Linked DNA regions of Mus musculus: regions 1, 2 and 4 are each linked to region 3. A link is a contact called in public Hi-C and HiChIP or PLAC-seq data. All regions are on one chromosome and are shown on one strand. The core of a region is the stretch at or near the end of the contact, and the rest is flanking DNA. Distances in the headings are between cores, read along the strand shown.

What was found. HiChIP or PLAC-seq counts read pairs in DNA pulled down with a chosen protein or histone mark. Hi-C and Micro-C count contacts between places; a contact is called where the count stands out from the background.
Region 1: a CTCF HiChIP or PLAC-seq map of CD8 T cells shows a contact between it and region 3, with 12 read pairs. The contact joins the enhancer-like site here to the promoter of Apbb1ip in region 3. A contact is called at or near these places in 1 of 39 promoter capture datasets (macrophages), 1 of 15 datasets of contacts at CTCF or cohesin (CD8 T cells), 17 of 484 Hi-C or Micro-C datasets (CD8 T cells, adipose-derived mesenchymal stem cells, bone marrow-derived macrophages and 9 more), 4 of 115 datasets of contacts at active chromatin or transcription factors (CD8 T cells, the SCID.adh cell line, bone marrow-derived macrophages and 1 more) and 1 of 9 other capture datasets (adipose tissue).
Region 2: a Hi-C map of bone marrow-derived macrophages shows a contact between it and region 3, with 2.3 times the contacts expected there. The contact joins the enhancer-like site here to the promoter of Apbb1ip in region 3. A contact is called at or near these places in 9 of 39 promoter capture datasets (the 3T3-L1 cell line, the C10 cell line, the HPC-7 cell line and 5 more), 2 of 15 datasets of contacts at CTCF or cohesin (CD8 T cells and large pre-B cells), 71 of 484 Hi-C or Micro-C datasets (B cells, B-cell progenitors, the BV-2 cell line and 43 more), 18 of 115 datasets of contacts at active chromatin or transcription factors (CD8 T cells, the HPC-7 cell line, the SCID.adh cell line and 15 more) and 3 of 9 other capture datasets (adipose tissue, liver and macrophages).
Region 4: a Hi-C map of CD8 T cells shows a contact between it and region 3, with 2.8 times the contacts expected there. The contact joins the enhancer-like site here to the promoter of Apbb1ip in region 3. A contact is called at or near these places in 10 of 39 promoter capture datasets (the 3T3-L1 cell line, the C10 cell line, the HPC-7 cell line and 5 more), 3 of 15 datasets of contacts at CTCF or cohesin (CD8 T cells, large pre-B cells and pro-B cells), 83 of 484 Hi-C or Micro-C datasets (B cells, B-cell progenitors, the Ba/F3 cell line and 53 more), 26 of 115 datasets of contacts at active chromatin or transcription factors (the 230-238 cell line, CD8 T cells, DN3 thymocytes and 19 more) and 3 of 9 other capture datasets (adipose tissue, liver and macrophages).

Annotation. Positions count from the first base shown.
Region 1 is chr2:22,722,994-22,725,693 of GRCm38.p6, reverse strand. No RefSeq gene overlaps it. Among named protein-coding and RNA genes, the nearest start is that of Apbb1ip, 50 kb to the left of the region's middle. Within about 2 kb of position 1,348, at least 61 of the 459 cell types and tissues checked have an H3K27ac peak or open chromatin away from gene starts, as enhancers often do. A contact at or near this core is called in CD8 T cells, adipose-derived mesenchymal stem cells, bone marrow-derived macrophages and 1 more, where this site is marked.
Region 2 is chr2:22,825,021-22,827,720 of GRCm38.p6, reverse strand. It overlaps Apbb1ip (amyloid beta (A4) precursor protein-binding, family B, member 1 interacting protein), which reads right to left. Exons shown (of 14, transcript NM_019456.2): 5 at 794-871. Among named protein-coding and RNA genes, the nearest start is that of Apbb1ip, 52 kb to the right of the region's middle. Within about 2 kb of position 1,315, at least 2 of the 459 cell types and tissues checked have an H3K27ac peak or open chromatin away from gene starts, as enhancers often do. A contact at or near this core is called in bone marrow-derived macrophages, where this site is marked.
Region 3 is chr2:22,772,917-22,775,616 of GRCm38.p6, reverse strand. Apbb1ip (amyloid beta (A4) precursor protein-binding, family B, member 1 interacting protein) reads right to left here and starts at 1,290. Exons shown (of 14, transcript NM_019456.2): 1 at 1,096-1,290.
Region 4 is chr2:22,806,223-22,808,922 of GRCm38.p6, reverse strand. All of the region lies in intron 1 of Apbb1ip (amyloid beta (A4) precursor protein-binding, family B, member 1 interacting protein), which reads right to left. Among named protein-coding and RNA genes, the nearest start is that of Apbb1ip, 33 kb to the right of the region's middle. Within about 2 kb of position 1,417, at least 112 of the 459 cell types and tissues checked have an H3K27ac peak or open chromatin away from gene starts, as enhancers often do. A contact at or near this core is called in the 230-238 cell line, B cells, the Ba/F3 cell line and 39 more, where this site is marked.

The DNA of each region.
Region 1 (2,700 bases), core at 99-2,598, 50 kb after region 3:
AAAAGCAATCACAAGTGGAGAGGAAGGGAGGAAAAGTGGACATGGGGAGGGGGAGTGGGAGTGAAGAGGGGAACTTGATCTGGTATTGGGTGAGGGAAAAGGACTAAAGCACTGAGGGCCAGCAGAAAGAATGTAAACAGGCAACCTCAGGAAATAGGAGGATGGGAGGACCCCCCATAATGCACCAGAGACCTGGGAGTTGAGAGATCCCCAGAACTCAAAGGAAAGGACCTTAAATGAAATGCCAGACAGCAGGGAAAGGGAATTTATGGAGCTCATCTCTAGCAGGGAGACAGGACATCAAGTGAGGAATGGGGTTTCCATAGCACAGTCACATCTCTGACCCATAATTGTTCCTGTCTGAAAGAATTACAGAGCTGGAAATAGAGAGGAGCCTGAGGAAAAGAAGGTCCAGTGACAGGCCCAAAGTGGGATGCAACTCAAGGGGAGGTCCCAAGGCCTGACACTATTACTGAGGCTATGGAGTGCTCACAAAAAGGGATCTATCATGACTGCCCTCCAAATGACCCAACAAACAGCTGAAAGAGTCAGATGCAGATATTTGCACCAAACCAGTAGACAGAAACAGGTGACCCCTGTTGTTAGGGAAGGCTGAAAGAAGCTGAGGAGAAGGGCAATTCTGTAGGAGGACCAGCAGTCTCAATAAATCTGGACCTCTGAGATCTCTCAAACACTGGACTATCAAACAGTCAGCATACATCACCTGATATGAGGCCCCCAACACACATACAGTAGAGGACTTCTGGGTCTGTTGTTCATTCAGAGATGATGCACCTAACCTTCAAGAGACTGGAGACCCAGGGAGTTTAGAGGTCAGGTGGGGTGGGAGGTAGGGGCAGCTATATGGAGATGGGGTGGGATGGGGAGGAGGTGTGGGATGTGGAGCAGTCAGAGGGTGGATGGGGTCAGGAATGGAATATGGAGTGTAAAAATAAATTAAACATAAAATAAAAATTAAAAAAGACAACATTTAATTGGGGCTGGCTTATAGTTCAGAGGTTTAGTCCATTATCATCATGGTGGGAAGCATGGTGACATGCAGGCTGACATGATGCTAGTAGCTGAGAGTTCTACATCAGGATTGGCAGGTAGCAGGAAGAGCAAGCTACTGGGCCTTGCTTGAGCTTCTGAAACCTCAAAGGCCACCCCCAGTGATACACTTCCTCCAATAAGATCTTGCCTACTCCAGCAAGGCCACATGTTCTTTCAAACAGTGCCACTCAGAGAGCCATTTTCATTCAAATCACCACAGTTCCCTGAGCCTTGGCTGAGGAAGACTGATATAGATGACTCATTTGTATCTGAGCACTCATGGTTATTTACACTCAGCACATTGCCCAGCTGTGAGTCTCTGGCCTTAAGCATGACTCACTGCAATGAGAAATTTCTCTGATCAGGGCGGAAAGTAACACAAATCTTCGAGTATAAATGTAACTATTTATAAGGAAGTTGGGCAGTGTGACCATTTGATAATACAGCAGAAGTCCTCTAGAACCTGTGAGTTCTCTAATCATAGGCTTTGGACCAGGCCTACAGTGAGTGCCTGGCATGAACTTCCTCCTAGGGAGCAGGAGTCACAGCCAATCAGAAGGCTGTTGAGGGGAGGGAGGGAGTGGAGTCTGGAATGATAGCTCAGTGGTTAAGAGCCCTTGTGCTTGGAAAGGCCCTGGGTTCGTTCTCAGTATCTACATGTTCTTTCCAGGCAGCAGCCATGCTCATGGTATACATAAATGCACACTGACAACCATGTCATACACATGAAATACAAATAAATCTAAATAAAGAATAAAAAAAAGAAAATGGTCAGTTACTCCCATAGCCACATTCTACTATTGCAACATTGGTATATCTTGCCTATATATAGGGTGGGTATTGCTGCTTGTAGAGTCCAGTGCTTGGTGTCTTTTCTCCTCAAGTAGTCTGCATGACTTCTTCTGATACTGTGTAAGCTAGTTAGCAGAAAGGAGTGTTTATTGGTCCGTTGAGGTTGGAGTTTTAAGTTTTTCCAACATGCATGAGAAGACTTTATTCCAGCAGTTATAAACAAAATAAAACAAAACAAGTAAACAAAACATATCTTCAAATTGGATAGCTTTAGAACCAGAACAGGTCCTGAGAACTCCAACAGTGTGATCTAGCAGTACTTACTGCAAAGAGCCCGAGGAACAGAAGCAGTGTAAGTGGTTATGCTCATTTGATTAGTGGCTGCAACCAAAGCTTGTGATCAGCTAGAGCACAGATACTGCAACCGGAGCTTAGTGCAGGCCCTGCTCCAAGCCAATCTCTGTATGATTTGAATATGAAACATCTACCCAAAAGGCTCATATACTGAGGCTTGCTCTTCAGCTGGTGGCACTATTGACAGGCAATCATGAGGGTGCCACTTCATTATGGGTTAATCCATTGTTGAGTCTATACCGAATCAGCTCTTAGAAGATGGTCTGAAGGTGTGCATTTGCACCGTCTGTTTGGTCTGTGGTTTCTTACTGTATCTCTTTACTTCCTGTCTCCTATAGCATGTATGCACATTTCCTAATTTGTACTGTTTGCTGTATGGTAGTAGAATTCTACTTGATCAAGTTTGCAGTATGCTTCTGTGCTAAAACACCATGACTAAAAACAACTGGGGAAGATAGAGTCTGTGTCATTGTCTAACTCCTGTATCAGGATGCATCACAG
Region 2 (2,700 bases), core at 66-2,565, 52 kb before region 3:
AGGATAAGAAACAGATCACTCAAAGCTTACACAAATTAAAGACTAGATTAATAACAAATGTTTGATTCATGGGGAGACGTCCACACAAGCTTAATGTCTAGAGGCTTCCCAAGGAGCATAAAATTCACAAAAGAAACTATGTAAATGTGAGGCCAAGGTTGCTAAGGTGTGACCCAATTAAAGCATGCCCAGAGGATGCTATAAGCAGAGAGCTATGGAAGACCCCAGAGAGCATCCCTCAGGGAAGGGATTCCAGGATGGACATATTTTAAGTTCTCAAAATGGAACTGAGAAGGCCCTTGCCTAGGTGATAGCAAAACCAAAGACTTTTTTCTTTCTTGTTAAAGGGAATTTCTACTCCCACTATCCTGGTTTATGGGAAAATGTATGTGAAACCAGCAAAAAGTCACATGTGAGCTAAGCAAATGCTTTTGGACGCTCTTGTTCTCACCATGGAGAGCTCTTTGCCATGGAGCACCAGAAAGCCCTTATAAGAAATGGATGGAGGTAGGTTCCCTACCTAGAAATTGCAAATTAGCTAAATGGTGTTATGTAGAGAAAAATGTTGTCATGTCCTATGTTCTGAGAATTCTTTAAAAATTATTTGGAAAGTGCTACTTGAGTTTTCTTTCAATGACACTGTTAAAGCTGTGGTCTTGTGCATGCTAAACAGATAACCAACTACTGACCTGTATTCTCAGAGGCACATGAACATTTATTATACTGTTTACCGGTAACTATAATATGACATCATTAATTTAACTCCCCTATGCAAATGTGTTTGGTAGCTTACCTTCTTAACCTTGGCTTCCTTCAGCTTTTCCAGTGCTAACTTAATTTTATCAGCCTTTGCTTTGGCTTCTTCTTCTTCCTGTAAAGGGGCAAGACAGTCAACAGAGTCCAATAAATCACACCAGTGACTAATTGTGTGTTGGTTCATTTAGAGAAACAAAATTACCGAATTTCACATCCTTCATTTTCAGAATGTAGGTAATGCCCTTGACTAAAATATTCTACTCAAATATACAGAAGGCAACTGTTGATTATAGCCTTGAGGATTTTATCGGAAGAAATGAAACTATGACTTCAAGGACTGTATGAAGTACTTAGAACATGCTATCTGTGCTCAGCTCAAAGAACAGGGGACTGTGAATGTGAACGAAGCAAAAGCCCTCATAAACTGATGTACTTGAACTTTGGCCCTTGCTGGTGGTGCTGTTTGGGGAAGTGCAGGAAATTTTAGGATGTGGAACCTTGCTGGAGAAAGTACATGGGTGGAAATGGGCTTTGAGAGTCTATGGCCTTGTCTCATGACCAGTTGGCTTTCTGCTTCTATCCTGTGCCTAGAATGTGATCAGTTAGCTTCCTGCTCTGCAAGCCTGCTGCTGGGTCTCCCCCAATATGATGGGATTTCTCTATAGCTGTAAGCTAAAATAAACTCTTAACTTCCTCTGGTAGTAGTATTTTTATCACAGCAACAGAAAAATAACTAATACAGATACCAACCTACAGAACCTATTAAAGCATTCATCCTGAGGGAGTTGAGCCCTTCCTACCATTATACACATCCTCTTGGTTTATGGTATCTATTTAGAGGAGGACTCCTAGCTGTTATTAGAAGCTTTAAAGAGTCTTTAACAGCCTACATTTTAATACAAAAGCCAAAACTTAACCTTACAAATCACAAAAACTCCAAAGCAAAACAAAATAAACAAAACGAAATAAAACAAACACTCCACTAATGAACACAAAAATGAACATCAGCAAAGAGTGTGAAATATCCTTATATTTCAAAGGAATAAAACCTTTGATTTTATAATGTAAAATCTTATCAATAGGACTATTAAGGTTCTCTTGTTTATTTGTTTGTTTATGTATTTATTAATTTTTTTATTTTTAAACTTTTTATTAGATATTTTCTTCATTTACATTTCAAATGCTATGCCGAAAGTCCCCTATACCCTCCCCCCTCCCTGTTCCCCAAACCACCCATGCCTGCTTCCTGGACCTGGCATTCCCCTGTACTAGGGCATATAATCTTTGCAAGACCAAGGGCCTCTCCTCCCAGTGATGGCTGATTAGGCCATCTTCTGCTACATATGCAGCTAGAGACACAAGCTCCAGGGGGTACTGGTTAGTTCATATTGCTGTTCCTCTTATAGGGTTACAGACTCCTTCAGCTCCTTGGGTACTTTCTCTAGCTCCTCCATTGGGGGCCCTGTGTTCCATCCAATAGATGACTGTGAGCATCCACTTCTGTATTTGCCAGGCACTGGCATAGTCTCACAAGAGACAGCTATATCAGGGTCATGTCAGCAAAATCTTATTTGTTTATTTATAATGATAAGAAATTGAATTGTTTTTCATGAAAGGAAAAAAGGTGTTACATTTCTACTGTTTGAAAGTAGAATTATCTCTTCTAATATCACTGGTTTCTGAAATAATTTTGAGTGCCAAGATACTTTAGGAACAATTGAAAGTGAGGAACTTTGTAACTATCTACCTGAACACTCAACTTTGTGTTTACTTTCAAGGAATTGATGGTCCCCCTGATACCACGAGGGGCCCTATGCTTGGCGATTCTGCTTTGTCTCAATCGATGAAGCAATGAGTGTGATACAATGTGGATTTATCATGTGATTTAAATTTAAAATTTTAGGCATTCCCAGCATCATTACGATGATTTGAATGATAGTGACC
Region 3 (2,700 bases), core at 41-2,540:
GATGACATTACATTTGCTAGACTCTGAGTTCACTGATCAGACAGGAGACACCACCTGGAAGGACATTGGGTACAAGCGACTCTTTTTCTTATCTTCTGCTATCTTGCTAGCCAGCATTCCTCTTCAGGCCCACGTGCTCCCATTTTAGGGAGGCCCAGAAGGCAAAACCCTCGGTTTAGTATGAAAGCCAAAGTTTCTTTTCTGAAGTTTCAGTTTGGAGTCCCAGATTGGCGCACTTGCTTTTGTTCACACCATATCACTGCCGGTATGGAGGATAAACCCACAGCCTCTTGTCTGCTCAGTTTTCCCCTTTACTCGGCGTTCCCATCACAAAACTACTCTTTGAACAGAGATGCTGAGACGCTCTAGGAGAGCACATGTCACTCTGCACCTTGGTATGAAAGCTGAGAAATACATCGCCAAGGGGAATGAAGAGGTACACGTGATAAAGTCCGAGCGAGGGGCCTGTACTGGGGGTTCTAGCGGTGGTGGTGGCAGTGGTGGTGGTGGTGGTGGTGGTATACAAGAGCATTCTTGTCTTTCAATATATAAAGCATTTTCTGAATCTTCACTCCAAACTAAATTAGGAAACCCTTGTCTGGTATTCAAACTTATCCTTACCACATTTTTTACAAAGAAAAGGAGACTGAGAGGGAAAGACAGGCTTCAAAAAGCAGAACTGCAGTTAAAGTTTTAAATGAAGGGAAACACTTTGAGCTATGTGTCCTCTGACTCTCAAATGAGTCTCCTCAGACTACCACTTAATGTGAGGTGCCCTAAAATGCCTCAGGGGATGTTTTGTTTCAAGATTAGCTCAATTTAATGTGGGGTCCCTGAGACCTGGTAACATTTCTTAAGCAGAAAATCTGTTAAAACAAAACGCAGTGGGGAGAAGAGGGAGCCACAGGTCAAGAGCACAAGAGGTGCCCAGGGGACCTGAAGCTTCCTGGCTGCCAGGGGAAGGGGGGGGGGGCGTGTTCACGTGGCCGGTGCGTGGACCTGTGCCACAACTGTTGTCTCCCCCACCCCCATAGGACACGCAGTGTGGCAGCCTGAGTACCCCAAACCCGTGCGCAGGACTAGGGTGCCGCTTACCTTGACTGCTGGGAGGAGGGTGCGAGGGGGGCTTGCAGAGATGCGAGGAGGCTGTGCAGAGATGCGCGGGGCTGAGCCAGAGATGGGCCGGGTTGAGCCTAAGTGCACCGGAATGAGCAGAGATGAGTGGTTGGCGCCTCTGGGCTGGACCGGCCTCGAGGCGAGGACGTGGGCTCAGGGAGGAGGAAGTGCTTTGAGCCCTGCCCACCCGGCGGCGCAGACTCTCGGCTTTGCACGGAGGTGCTAGCTAGCAAAGCCCTGGAGGAGAATAGACAGACACCAAGCCCCGCCTAAAGGGCTCCGCAAGTTTAGCAAGTTCGGGTTGTTTTTTCCAAACCCTGTCCACCCCTGGAAGAAAACACTTCCTGCCCTAAGGTCAGAGAAAGCCTTCTCTCATCTGTGTGGGTCTTGTGTTCTTTGTAAGAGTCTGAGACTAACGCCCAGATGCTAGTCTGAAGGGTTAGTGCTCAAGGGGTGCTCAGGACTAAAAGTCTCAGATTAGCTGAGAAACTCCCTACAAGAGAGTTCACCAGTCAGTAACACCTGCAGGCAGTTAGTTCCCAAGGAGATCTAAATATCAACCTACGTTGGTTACAATTTTGAGACTTGAGCGGAACAGATGTAAGTTCCCTTTTCTGCCCCACAAAACCGTCAAGCTCCCTGAGCATCTGCGCAGCCTCCACTTCCCCCAAGACTGCCTCCTTTCACTGTTTTAATAAAAGGACCCTCTGCTTCTGTTGAGGCCTGTCTTCCGTTTATTTTCACATCGTGTGGATCAATCCCAATCTATTAAGTTCCACAAAGGGTAAAGGGGCCAGCTTATTTTGCAACAGCCTTCTATGTCTTTACCTCAACCCTCGCTGCACTTCCTCAATCTGCCATTGTCTAAGACTTCCTGGACCAGCCCAGAAGGGGACGTTCCAGTTAGGGTGGACAGAGAAGTGGTGCAGTGTGATGGCCTTTGTGCCAGAGTAGATCTTTCCCTGGGTGGAGGTAAAGGAAGGGCTCAGCAGGTGTCTGTTCTCAGTGGAGACTACTCTGATGATGGGCTGTGGTCCCTCCAACATCTTTATTTTTTAAAGTCAGAGTGTAATTGTCACACTGGCTGTCCTCGAACTTACAATGTATATCAGGCTGGCTTCGAACATATAGAGATCCTCCTGCCTCTCATGTGCCACCAAGATCACTTTCTGGTTTTGTTCTTATGATTTTGTTTGTTCATAGCTTGTATATCACAAGATTGACTGGGACTCACTCTGAGAGAAAGTGTTTAGGGAGATCTGAAAATACAGCCACTAAAATCAATTATGATTTTAAATGATGATTGAGTTAATTTCTCTTCCTCTACACAGCTGTGTCTTTAAGGGTTCACTGTAAGGCAAAATGGTGGAGACATGAAGATATAAATTAGACATATAATTAATTTCAGATAGTTCCAGTACTCAATGGGAGACTATATATAGTTTGTCTAAGAAGAACATAAACAGCAGTAACAGAAAGGATTGCTGCTTTGCTGGATGGCACACCCTACTCCACAGAAAACAGCTAATACACTGCATAGTCAACATGCTGAGAAAGAATAAAAGGTGACGGTATAAAGTAATG
Region 4 (2,700 bases), core at 168-2,667, 33 kb before region 3:
ACAAACAGAGAAACAGGCTGTGTATACAGGTTTGTCTAATTCCACTATTCAGGGAGCAGAAAGAAAAACTCAACGTCAGTATGGATCTCTTTAGTGAGATCTTGTCTGAAAAGTACAAAACCAACCAAGAAAAATTAAAAAGAAGAAGAAGAAGAAGAAGAAGAAGAAGAAGAAGAAGAAGAAGAAGAAGAAGAAGAAGAAGAAGAAGAAGAAGAAGAAGAAGAGAAAAAGAGGGAGGAAAAAAAAAAGTCCCTGAATTGTTCCCATGCTATTCCTAACTCATTTTAACGCCATGAGCAGATGATACATCTTATTTTAAAAAGTAAAAATGAAGTAGCTTTGGGTTGAAGGGATTCTTCACTGGTTATGAGCACCTGTTACCAGGTTTGACTCCCAGCACCCACATGGTTACTCACAACCATCTGTAACTCCAGTTCCAGGGAATCTAGTGCCCTCTTCTGATTTTCTTGGGCACCAAGCACACATATGGTACAAAATTATACATATAGGCAAAACATTCATAGCATAAAGTATGAGAAATAAATCTTTACTTTACAAAAGAGAATACTGAGGTACCCAGTGCTTAAACAAGGTTGAGCAGTCAATAAATATGCATTACATGGTTAGAGGCTTAACCCCTGTAAGACTTCCTGTGTGGGTTTCTGTAACTGCAATTATCCTGGGCCTACACCAAAGATTAAGTATTTAGAGCTTACATACCATCTTTGCAGTTAGAAGATGGTAAAAAAGATGATTATATTGTTAGACTGATTTTTTTACATTACAGGTGAACAGTATTTTGAGTCTATAATCAGCTTGTCATAATTAAAATTAATGAGAAACAACATTTAAAAATCTGAGGCTCTCTTAGCAACAATTTTCTTCTGCCTTCATTATTTCTAAGCTTTAAAAATAGGCAGCTGATAATAGCTTTTCAAGGAACAACTGAACATACCACAAAGATAGATTAAAAGGAAGCAAACTTTTTTGGAAACTACTTCCGTGAAATTCAGTATGGTGGCACTTGGGAAATGGGTGCAGATGATTTGTAAGTTTGAGGGAAGCCTGAACTACATAGCAAGTTCCAGTCAGTCTCAGCGACATAATGAGACCTAGTCTCAAAAAGAAAAAAAATTTCAGTCACATTTAGTTGGTGTCACACCTGACTGGTGTCACAATTGGTGTGAAATACAAAGTGCAGAATCCAGCCGAACACACATGTCAGCAGAAGTTATGAAGTTGTTCCTTTATGATATGTTTGGTGATCAAGTTACATTGTTGAGCTTGACCTAATTTTTTTTCAGCATAATTTCTTTTTTTCTCCCCAAAATGTAATGAAAGCTTCTCCTGAAGAGGAAGTGGTTCACAGAACAGCACAGCACGTGGTTTAAGGTTGCTGCAATGTTTAGGGGCAGAGGAGGAAGCCAAGGTAATGTGAAACAGGAAACAGAGGTACCTCCAATGTAACAGAGAAGACAAACTAATATAACTTGACAAAGAACTAAGAGGAATTCAGGGGAGTTGTTTGACCTGCTTTTGCACAGTGTGCTTGAGATGAATGAAAACCAGCTCCTGAGATTGCTGGACAGTCACTGTGCTCATGAGACAATAGAGACTAACCACACTTGTCACAGGGGAAACTCGCAGGGACACTGCATTTGTACTTCTGTGTGTGGTCATGTACCAACGTCCAACACAACAGCTCACTTTCACAATTATGTCATGGGACAGTGAGATGAAAAACAGTTGTAAAAAGAAAGTCATTTGGGAATGGCATGACTTCGTTCAGTAACTTAAATACTGACAGGCTGCTTTAAAGAACAAGAGGTTGGCATGTATGTGTATATGCATGTGTGTGGGCACACACACACACTCACACACACACTCCACACTGAGCAATGAGATGGGCTACCACAGTTTTAAGAGGATATGTGTGTGTATACACACATGAGTGCACACACCAATTAATTAATTTTTCAGCTATTCTGGTTGTGTAACTCCGGCTGACCTCAAATTCAAAATCCTCCTGCCTCCACCACCCTAGTGCTAGGGATACAGGTGTGAACCATCAGGTCTAGGAGCTTGACTTTCAAATGTACATACTTCCAACCTGCTTCTGTGTGAACAGAGCCAGGCACTCAGCCAGACCAAGCTCCCCAGGGGCAAAAAGAAAGATGATTCAATCAGACTCCAAGTTACTGAACACAACTCATCAAGGAAGCATCATGGAGCACAAGGAGACCAGGCCAGGTCAGAGGAGTACCACACTCTACCATCCTCTCATCTGAAAGGCTTTTCTGGATCTCTGGGACACAGGTTGCAGACTCATTTCAGTTGAACATACAGAGTGTGAAAAGATCCTTCTAAACCTTGGGGTGTTTCTTAAGTTCCCCCTTTATTACATTTAGAATGTCTATATAATGAATGGGGAACTGTTCTGAGTTTGAATCTCTTGTGACATAAAACAAAATTGTAACACAGTTTAGAATTTTTTTGAAGAACAAATCCAGCAAATATTTATTGACAGCCTTTGTAGATAAACTAGGCATATTGATGTTCAATAAACAAAACTCCTGGGGCTAGTCAAGTTTATTCATTGGCTCACACTTGGTCTGCTGCCTTCTGAATGTACCCCAGTTCAACTTTTGTTCCTGACATGTCACCTACTCTCTGGGTCAAGATTACCAATGAATCTCACAT